Regions from separate parts of the Mus musculus genome. Here regions 1 and 3 are each linked to region 2. Evidence: chromatin contacts called from public Hi-C data. All regions are on one chromosome and are shown on one strand. Each heading gives the region's core, a stretch centred on a gene start, on an enhancer-like site or on the middle of the called end of the contact. The rest is flanking DNA. Distances are from core to core; before and after follow the strand shown. Region 1 has its middle 28 kb from the start of Gm31013. Region 2 holds the start of Adamts15 (a disintegrin-like and metallopeptidase (reprolysin type) with thrombospondin type 1 motif, 15). Region 3 has its middle 48 kb from the start of Gm31013.

Region 1 (2,987 bases), core at 231-2,730, 110 kb after region 2:
AGACCTAAAGGTCACCTAATAGCATCTTAATGTTATCACTGCCAGACTGGCCTATAGGCCAGATGACTAGCAAGCCAGCTGGGAGAGGAGGAGTCTGTGAGAGATACCAGCAACTGTCAGGCTAAGCCTGCATTCCTCAGCAGACCCTGTCAGCTCTTTATCCTGTCAGTTTCCCCTGAGGTCTTTATCGGGAACAGATTCTCAGTTCAAGGGTCAGCTGCTCACTAAACTCCAGGCTGTCTGAGGAGAAGTCCAAGCTTAAGTCAGAGCACAGGAGATGGCCCAGCTCTCTCCAATTCCAGATTTGTTTAGTATGCTTTATGAACAGATATGTCACAAAGGCCACTCCTTTGGTTAATTTTGAAGACATGGAAACTGCCCTTGTCCTTATTTAATAGTTAGTGGCAGAGGCAAATGATGTGGGTCAGCCCCCAATGATGCTGATGGAGTGTAGGATGCTATATCAAGGCAAGAAACTTTCTACCAGTGGGGATGCGGGGGAACAGGCTCACTTAAGCCATCTCTCTCCTCCACCAGTCTGTGTTAGCCATCAGTCTGTGTTAGTTTTCCTTTTAGCTCTTTATTGCCTTCTCTTTACTGTTGAATTCCTGAGCCGAGGGCATAAACTCTGTTGGAGTCAGACTTTATTTAGCGAAAACAATGCCTGAATTATGGTTGGTACTCAATAAACACCACTGAATGAAAGCACCGTAATGAGATTTCATGGTGTGGGTGCAGTGAGATTCTCCTGTCCTGGTCAAGACCTTTTTTTTTTTTTTTTTTTTTTCTCTTTTGCACCAGGTCTCATATAATACAATTTTACCTTAAACATCCCATGTAGCTGACGATGACTTTGAATTTCTGATCCTGCTTCTTTCATCAGCTGCTGGAATCAGGGACTTGAGCTGCCATGTCTGGTTTGTGCTAGACAAGCACTCTACCAGATGAGTTATATCCCTAGCCCCAGGATACTTGTTTTGTTTCCTTGTGTGTGTGTGTGTGTGTGTGTGTGTGTGTGTGTGTGTGTGTGTGCTTATGCCATGGTGTGTGGGTAGAGGTCAGAGAACAACTCTCAGGAGTCAGTCATTTCCTGCCAGTTTGTGGGATCTGGAGATTAAGCTCAGGTTGTCAGGCCAGCATGCCAGTACTTCTGCTTGCTTCTATCCACCTCAGTGGCCTTTCTAAGAATGTCTGATAAGGAGATGATGGACCCGCTTATGGGTCCAGGCTTAGGAAACAGAGATAGATCTCAATTAGAAGCCCACAGAGTATAGTCATCACTGGGTAAGATGCAAAGAGGGATGAAAAGGGAGAGGGATGGGGAAGAAGTTCACCCACAGTGGTCCTATTTACCAAATGTTTATTGGATATTTCATCTATCCCCCCTTTACATGATAAAGGACACAGTTGTTGGTTATCTATGATAAGATGTAGAGGAAGCAGTAAAGAGACTAGAGAACTTGACAGAGTCTGGAGGAAGCTTCTCTGTGTAACTGCTAAGCCTTCTTGCCAAAGCACTGAAACTCCCCTGTGAATGATTTGGAGGATATGTTGGGGGAAAGAGTGCCAATAAGTTTCACATCATCGAAACCTAGATAGAATTTGACGGTGTTTCCAGGCTTCAGAGCACAGGAGGGCCAGCCGAACGTTGTCTACTGACAAATGGACGACAACTCTGATCAAGATGAAACAGAGCACACTGATAGTCATGTAAGAATTAGCTCCCTGTGGGTGAGTTCCTGCAAGTGGCAAATTTTTCTGGGCGAGCGCTGGCAGAACTGTAGCTGTTTGTTTGATGGATCGCTGTGTTCTCCACCAGAGGTTGACCTTCGGAGAGAGCTGGGGGATGCCAAGAGTACCAGGAGGAGTGAGCGTGGCCTCAGTTTGTTCTGGTCTCACAGCCCCTTTCACTCTGCTGGCACATACTTCCTTATCTCTAACTGCTGAGCCTTCTCTCCAGCTGTACTGCATATCCTTACCTGCACGGCAGTGAGTGGCTTGGGGCTAGACACTTGAATCAGAAGCTATGCTGAAGCCCACCACTGACTCCTCCCTCCTCTTTTTTCTGTGTTGGATTCAGGGGCCCCACATTCCAGGCTGGTATTTCTGGCTTTCCTGAAACTCCCTGGGCTGCTGTAATAAATCACATCACCATTACGTAAGCGATGTATAAGTCCAGCCAGGAACACACAGCCCAGGGAAGAAGGGTGCTCAATGTTTTGAAATTTTTTTCTTTTCTCTTGGAAGAAAAACGTGTTGCTCCCATCTTTGCTGGGGCAGAAATAAACCTTGGTGTGGAGATATGGTGACAGTTCTTGACCAACATGAGTATTGTTCTGTATACAACAATTACAGAAGTGCCACTGTGGGGAAGCGCAGCGTGGCTTGCTCTGGGGGTTAGATAAACAAGATAGATTAGGCCATCTTTCCTCTGTGGGCTCCATGGTATTTTAGCCATGTCTGGCTCAGCTGAGAGCTGATATCTCAGTGGATTGAAAGATGCATAAAAAAGCCTTACCTGAGCTAGGGATCAGTCTGAACAGACAGAGCTTTCTCACCTGCTGGAAGTTACTGAACTGATTATGAACTCAGTATCATTTGTGATACTTCATCGCCTAATCATCCAGACTGAAAAAAAAACTACAAACTCCCTCTCTTTCCTTTTGTGCAAATGTCTTAGTTAGGCTTTCTATTGTTGTGACAAGATACCATGTACAAGCAAGTTGGAAAGGAAAGGGTTTATTCTTTAACACTTCTGCAGCAGTGTTCATCATGGAATGAAGTGAGGTTAAGAACTCACACAGGGCAGGAACCTGGAGGCAGGAGCTGATGCAGAGGCAATGGATGAGTGCTGCTTACTGGCTTGCTCCTAGTGGTTTGCTCGGACTGCTTTCTTATAGAACCCAGGGCCACTAGGCCAGGTATAGAGCTACTCACAATGGAGGCATTTTCTTAATTCAGATACTGGCTGTGTCAAGTCGACCTAA
Region 2 (3,365 bases), core at 146-2,645:
GCTCTGAACCACTGAGCTATATAGCTCCAGTTCCAGATTCTGCAAGGATATGAGAACCTTGAGGTCTAGTGCCACGATGTATCAGTTGGTGCCCAGCCTTCTCTCCAAGCTGGATGGCAACTTTACAACGTGATTGTGCTTTCTCCAGCTGATCTGCACCCACTCTCCCACTCCAGTGCCTTGCCCTATACTTGGGTAAGGATCAAAATACATACTAAGGGCACATGGCCTGCCTTCCATTGCCCACCAGTCCCTTGACTCTCCCTGCTAGAAGACAACCTGCATTTGCTTGGCTATTTCTTTCAGGCACTAGGATGCTAATAAATGCTTATTAAGGGCTTGCCTCCTCTCTTCAAGCCCTGATAACCAGCATTAGCTGTAACTTCACCAGGACCTGTTTTGAAAGCCAATTGCTATGTGGCTGTATGGGTTGATGGAGATACTAAGTAGAAGGCTGTTTGCTTTCCCATCTTCCTCTGCTCTTCTCTGGGAGCTTTGGGCTTGGGGGAGGGGGAAGGGTTGAGGGTCTCAGTGGCTCAAGACCAGAGGCAGCCATCAGATAATTAGGAAGAGATGGAGTTTTGAGAGTTTATCATCTTTATTTTAAAATATAACTTATTTAATTATAAGCTTATGTAATTTAGTTTTAAATAATGGCTGCATTTAACATCTGCCTGGCAGAATTACTGAAACCTGGCAGTCTGTCTAGCCCATCCAACACAGTGCTAACCCCACAGGGCAGCCTGTGTGGGGTCTGGGTTCAAGAAGGGCTGGCTGTGTTTCTCGGAGGTTGTTCTCCCAACACTAGGACCTTTAAAGGGCCCTCCTCGGTTTGAGGTCCTTTTGGAGACTTGATGGTTAAGAAGCAGGGTGGGGGTTGTTGCAACTGGAGGAAAGAGGTGGGCCTGGAAAAAGAGGTCAGTGCTGTCTTGGTTCCAGACTCCTGGACCCAGCTGCCTTGGGAAGGCTAAGACCCAGAGAGCTCACAGATGTCCACCCAGGCAGTAGTAACTGATGCATCTCCGCACTGGGGTACCTAGCGCAAAAAACGTGAATAGGCTCCAGCGTTCGTTTCTTAGGTCAGCCCACGCCTCCTGCCTCGGCATAACGCCACTCCCTCCCCGCCAAGTGGCTCTTGCTCAGGAGGCGGGACCGAGTTCTCCAGTGGCCCCTGGAGGCTCCAGGCAGCGAGCTCTGGGAGGCTGGGAGGGGAGTTAGGGGAGGGGCGCTGACTGGGCAGTCCAAAGAGGAGGGGGCCTTTAATAGGCTCGCCCAGCGCCTAGTTTGCTGCACCGCTAGCGGCTGCGGTTCGCGAAGCAGCCCGCCACCTCGCGTCACTTCTCCACGGCAAATTTTCGGCTGTGCACTTGACAGCGACCGTACTAAAGCTCCCAGAGCGCGCTTTGCTCAGGGAGGAACAGGTAGGAGGCGCGGGCTGCCCTGTGCACGCTCGCTGCTCTGGGAGGAGTCTCGCGGACTTGGTTGGCTGTCCTTTCTGGGAACTGCCCATTGTCCCGGGCGTTGGTGTGTGGGCTACAAGGGGACAGTGCTTGCCGTGGGAGCCGGGCTAAGTCCCATCCCAGAGCGCGTCTGTGCGCGGCCCGGCGCCATGCTTCTACTGGGCATCTCAATCCTGGCTCTCGCCTGGCGACCTGCTGGCAGCTCCGAGCCAGAGTGGGAGGTGGTCGTTCCAATCCGACGGGACCCGGACATCAATGGCCGCCACTACTACAGGAGGGGTACGGAGGACTCCGGGGATCAGGGTCTCATTTTTCAGATCACAGCTTTTCAGCAGGACTTTTATCTACACCTGACGCCAGATGCCCAGTTCCTGGCTCCCGCCTTTGCTACTGAGTATCTAGGTGTCCCGCTGCAGAGGCTCACTGGCAGCTCTCTAGACCTGCGACGCTGCTTCTATTCCGGGTATGTGAACGCGGAGCCAGACTCCTTTGCTGCTGTGAGCCTATGCGGGGGTCTCCGCGGAGCCTTTGGCTACCGAGGTGCGGAGTATGTCATTAGCCCTCTGCCCAACACCAGCGCGCCAGAGGCGCAGCGTCACAGCCAGGGCGCACACCTTCTCCAGCGCCGGGGTGCTCCTGTAGGGCCTTCCGGAGACCCCACCTCTCGTTGCGGGGTGGCCTCGGGCTGGAACCCCGCCATCCTGAGGGCTCTGGACCCTTATAAGCCACGGCGGACGGGCGCGGGGGAGAGCCACAACCGCCGCAGGTCTGGGCGCGCCAAGCGCTTCGTGTCTATACCACGGTACGTGGAGACACTGGTGGTGGCGGACGAGTCAATGGTCAAGTTTCACGGCGCGGATTTGGAACATTATCTACTGACGCTGCTGGCCACGGCGGCGCGACTCTACCGCCACCCCAGCATCCTCAACCCTATCAACATCGTGGTGGTCAAGGTGCTACTCTTAGGAGATCGTGACACTGGGCCCAAGGTCACAGGCAACGCGGCCCTGACTCTGCGCAACTTCTGTGCCTGGCAGAAAAAGCTGAACAAAGTGAGCGATAAGCACCCTGAGTACTGGGACACAGCCATCCTCTTCACCAGACAGGTGAGTTCATCTGTCACCTCTTTGGATGCAACCCCATTTTTTTTTTTTTTTTTTTTTTTTTTTTGGATCATTGAGTTTAGATCTCCAAAGCCCCTTTGTGCCACCCAATGCCCCCTTTAAATTGGTTCCTTTCGAATTCTAGCGTTGGAAGTTCTATACAGAGTCCTCTCCTAGGCTCAGCAGAGCTCCATCTCATGTGCTTCTGGGGAGGTTGGTGGAGAGCCTGCTTTTTCCGAAGGTGTTGTCCTGATGCAGCCAATCAACGCCTTCTGGATCAGGCGCTGAGGGGCTGGAACCCAGGAAGTTGCCGCCCCTGAGCTGCAGTTTGTCTTCAAGATCGATAGGAGGCGCTATGAGGATGGTGTTGTAGATGGTGGCAATGGGAACTCCTTCCCTTTTCCTCTGTGGGTGGCTAAGTTTTCTCTGACATCTCCAAACAGGCTAACTTTTGCTGGATGGAGTCCTGGAAGGTGATTCAAGGTCAGTGCCTGCTGCATTTCTAGTGGGCAACATGTCATTCTTTCTCTGTCTTGGGTCTGGGAATCCTGGACTGAGACGGAGGGGATCATTGTAATAGTTTGTGAGTTGCTATGAAAGGCCAGACTTACATATACACTCCATCGCCGCTTCTCGCTGCATCCTTTTCTGTTGGGCCTTGTCCGTATGATTCCTAGCGTGCAGTCTAAGAAGGCCACCTGTTTGGAACTGGAACCATTTTGTTTGGAGCTTCACTTAGAACTAAGCTCGCGAAACTGCCTTTCAGTTTTCTCAGATCCTTGTTAGTAGATGGTGACCTGTC
Region 3 (2,966 bases), core at 149-2,648, 93 kb after region 2:
GTGTACAATAGTTTCTTCTTTTAATTTGCTACTCTTCTTATATGTATTTATTTTGAGTTTCTTTTCATATATGCTTCTTTTGCTGGCTTACATTCTTTGGTGAGGTGTGTGTTTAGGCTTCTCTTCTTTTTACTCTTCCCTTCTCTTCTTCCCTTCTCCTCTTCCCTTCTCCTCTTCCCTTCCCTTCTCCCTTCCCTTCCCTTCTTCCCTTCCCTTCTTCCCTTCCCTTCCCTTCTTCCCTTCCCTACCCTTCTTCCCTTCCCTTCTTCCCTTCCCTTCCCTTCTTCCCTTCCCTTCTTCCCTTCCCTTCCCTTCTTCCCTTCCCTTCTCTTCCCTTCTTCCCTTCCCTTCCCTTCCCTTCCCTTCCCTTCCCTTCCCTTCCCTTCCCTTCTTCCCTTCCCTTCCCTTCCCTTCCCTTCCCTTCCCTTCCCTTCCCTTCCCTTCCCTTCCCTTCTTCCCTTCCCTTCTTCCCTTCCCTCCTTCCCTTCCCTTCCCTTCCCTTCCCTTCCCTTCCCTTCCCTTCCCTTTCTTTTCTTTTCTTTTCTTTTCTTTTCTTTTCTTTTCTTTTCTTTTCTTTTCTTTTCTTTTCTTTTTTCCCCATTCTAAATTGTGTTGTTGTGAGGAGCAGGTATGGCAGCAGTCCCAAGATGGTGCCCGGGACTGCGGCTAAGTCTTATGACTTGCACCTGACTTCCTCTTACACCTGAAAATAAGCCACGACCATCGTGAGAGCTGCACAGGTGCACCATGATGCTGGCAGTTTAAATAAGTCCATATTTGGTGGAGACATGCCCCTGCCGCCCTGATTGGCTGAAGCTGCGTGCCTGGTGAGGTGACGTGGCCTGCTGTGAGTGGATGAGGACTGAGAGTATACAAGAGTGAGAGGCCCGGGGTTCGGGGGAGAAAGATGAGGTAAAAGATGAAGCGAGAGAGATGAAGACTGAAGTGTGCTGAATAAACTGTTGTTAGAAGGACTGGTGGTCGTGTCGTTCTTGCTGGTCGAGAGTGGACGCGACAGGTTGTTAGTTTTCTTTTTGTTGAATGTGTTTGAAAAGTCAAAAGACCTCAAGACAAAGCTGGGGCTGTAGTTCATTTGCATAGTATGCACAAGGGCACCCAGCTTCTAGGATAGCTCTTATGGGTTTTAGAATTTTGTATTGGTCAGTCAATTTAAACTCTTATTTCTGCCCCCCTGAAACTCTTGTTCACGTCCTTACATCCTCTCCTTTAAACTACCACTCCCATTTGTTCTGACATAGGTTTTGCTATGTAGCTCAGGCTGGCCCTGATCTTCCTGCCTCATTTCCACATGGTCAGATCACGGGTGTATACCACTAGTCTAATCCTGCCTCCTTTCCAACGCTCTTAACTCCCTCATGGGAAAGAAAGAAAACAGATTATATCCAGCTTGCAACACATGCAGATTTTTCTATTCAGTAGATTTGGAAGGAAAACATTTAACTCTAAGACAGCTGGATGATCCTGGGTGACCTGGGCCAGCAGGGCAGACCCAGTGTTCTGGTTCTTTGACTCAGAGAGATGTATTTCAATGTATGTCTCACTGTTCTTGCCGCCCATCCCCCTCCAGCCTTGCCCTTGGCTTCCCTCCTGTTCTGTTTGACTGAAGAATAAACTGAGACGGAGCTGCCTTTTGAACCCTTTTGGTCAAGACTTCATGTCCAGTCCTTCTAAAATGTTACAAAGTTCTGGAAGTGACTGCCGTTGGTTTCCTGGTATGTTCTGTGCCTGTGGAACATTGTGAGGAAACTGAACACAACAGTTTTGTGAAACTCTGAGGCCCTTCTGCACCCTCATAGAGGTTCTGCCTCAGTGACCTTAGAAGAATTCAGATCCAGTTTGCATTTAGGGACTGATGGCCAATTTCTTTCAAAATCTTATGCTGACTTCATACATGGGGGCTGGGGAGACTTGGCTTTCACTCCTAGTTGCCTTTAGTTTTGGCTTTCCTTTTGATGTGTGGTGTACTTAAGATGCTTTCTTTTAAGATCTCAAAGATTTAATTTTGGTTATTGTGGTTTAAGTTTACTTTTTATGTACCATGACCCCAAGGAGCCAGGAATCTATTATTGCAACATAGAGGCCTTCTGTAAAACAGGACGTTTATCTTCCAGGCATCTGATAACTGCTGTCTCCATCAGTGAGTTATCAGTATGCCATAGCTGCTGGCTGCTCAGCTTGAAGGATGGGGTTGAGGGAGAACTGTGGTGCCATCCAAGATGGGGTGGTGGGCATAGTGGTTGATGACAATTTAGGGACTGGAGAGACAGCTCAGTTGGTAAGAGTATTTGCAGTGCAAGGGAGAGGCTCTGAGTTTAGATTCTAGCATGTAAGGTGTGAGTGTGTTGTATGAGTGAACTGTTGGTGTTCTGGAAGGGAGAATGGAGGGGCTGGGGCTTGCTGGCCACCAGTCCAGCTAGCTTCAGTGAGAGACCCCATCTTCATCTAGCCTCTGAATGTACACACATAGGCTTTTGTATCTATATGTGCATATAGACTACATAAACACACATCATCACCCCCACCAACAATAACAACAGCAGCAACGAAAACAACATAAAACAGGACTCCCAATTTTCATCAGGAAGCTACTAGGCCACAGTGGTGCCAGAGCTGTGGGCAAAAATGAAGCCCATTGGTCACAGAAAATAGCAAAACAAGATTGTTACCAATCCCAAACTGCCAACTAATCTCTTACTAGAGACTACCAATCAGAATTCGCCATCTAACTTTCACTAGGAACGGATTGGCGAAAATGCTTAGCTACAGCCAATGAAGCTTTTGCGTTCTGCTATGGAAGTCACTCTCCCTGTAGCTAAAGGTCCTCCTCCAGTTCTGCGGGCTAGCCTGTGCACAGATGGTTCAGTTCTTTGCTCAGATAAATGATGCTAAGTTCAATTTGTCTATGGGTTTTCTTTGAACAGAGGCAGCATTGCTTCCACCATTGA

What was found. A called contact is a pair of places that touch in the nucleus more often than the background predicts.
Region 1: a Hi-C map of uterus shows a contact between it and region 2. The contact joins the enhancer-like site here to the promoter of Adamts15 in region 2. A contact is called at or near these places in 5 of 39 promoter capture datasets (the SN4741 cell line, cranial neural crest, embryonic stem cells and 2 more), 11 of 484 Hi-C or Micro-C datasets (the HL-1 cell line, the MNK3 cell line, brown adipocytes and 6 more), 4 of 115 datasets of contacts at active chromatin or transcription factors (craniofacial prominence, embryonic stem cells, extraembryonic endoderm stem cells and 1 more) and 3 of 9 other capture datasets (adipose tissue, embryonic stem cells and pancreatic islet).
Region 3: a Hi-C map of uterus shows a contact between it and region 2, with 3 times the contacts expected there. The contact joins the enhancer-like site here to the promoter of Adamts15 in region 2. A contact is called at or near these places in 2 of 39 promoter capture datasets (the 3T3-L1 cell line and liver), 8 of 484 Hi-C or Micro-C datasets (the HL-1 cell line, dorsal root ganglion neurons, embryonic fibroblasts and 4 more), 3 of 115 datasets of contacts at active chromatin or transcription factors (craniofacial prominence, extraembryonic endoderm stem cells and kidney) and 1 of 9 other capture datasets (adipose tissue).

What each region holds. Positions count from the first base shown.
Region 1 is chr9:30,808,149-30,811,135 of GRCm38.p6, reverse strand. No RefSeq gene overlaps it. Among named protein-coding and RNA genes, the nearest start is that of Gm31013, 28 kb to the right of the region's middle. Within about 2 kb of position 1,480, at least 36 of the 459 cell types and tissues checked have an H3K27ac peak or open chromatin away from gene starts, as enhancers often do. A contact at or near this core is called in adipose tissue, muscle stem cells and uterus, where this site is marked.
Region 2 is chr9:30,920,482-30,923,846 of GRCm38.p6, reverse strand. It overlaps Adamts15 (a disintegrin-like and metallopeptidase (reprolysin type) with thrombospondin type 1 motif, 15), which reads left to right and starts at 1,395. Exons shown (of 8, transcript NM_001024139.1): 1 at 1,395-2,566. The coding sequence starts at 1,610.
Region 3 is chr9:30,828,278-30,831,243 of GRCm38.p6, reverse strand. No RefSeq gene overlaps it. Among named protein-coding and RNA genes, the nearest start is that of Gm31013, 48 kb to the right of the region's middle. Within about 2 kb of position 1,398, at least 9 of the 459 cell types and tissues checked have an H3K27ac peak or open chromatin away from gene starts, as enhancers often do. A contact at or near this core is called in adipose tissue and uterus, where this site is marked.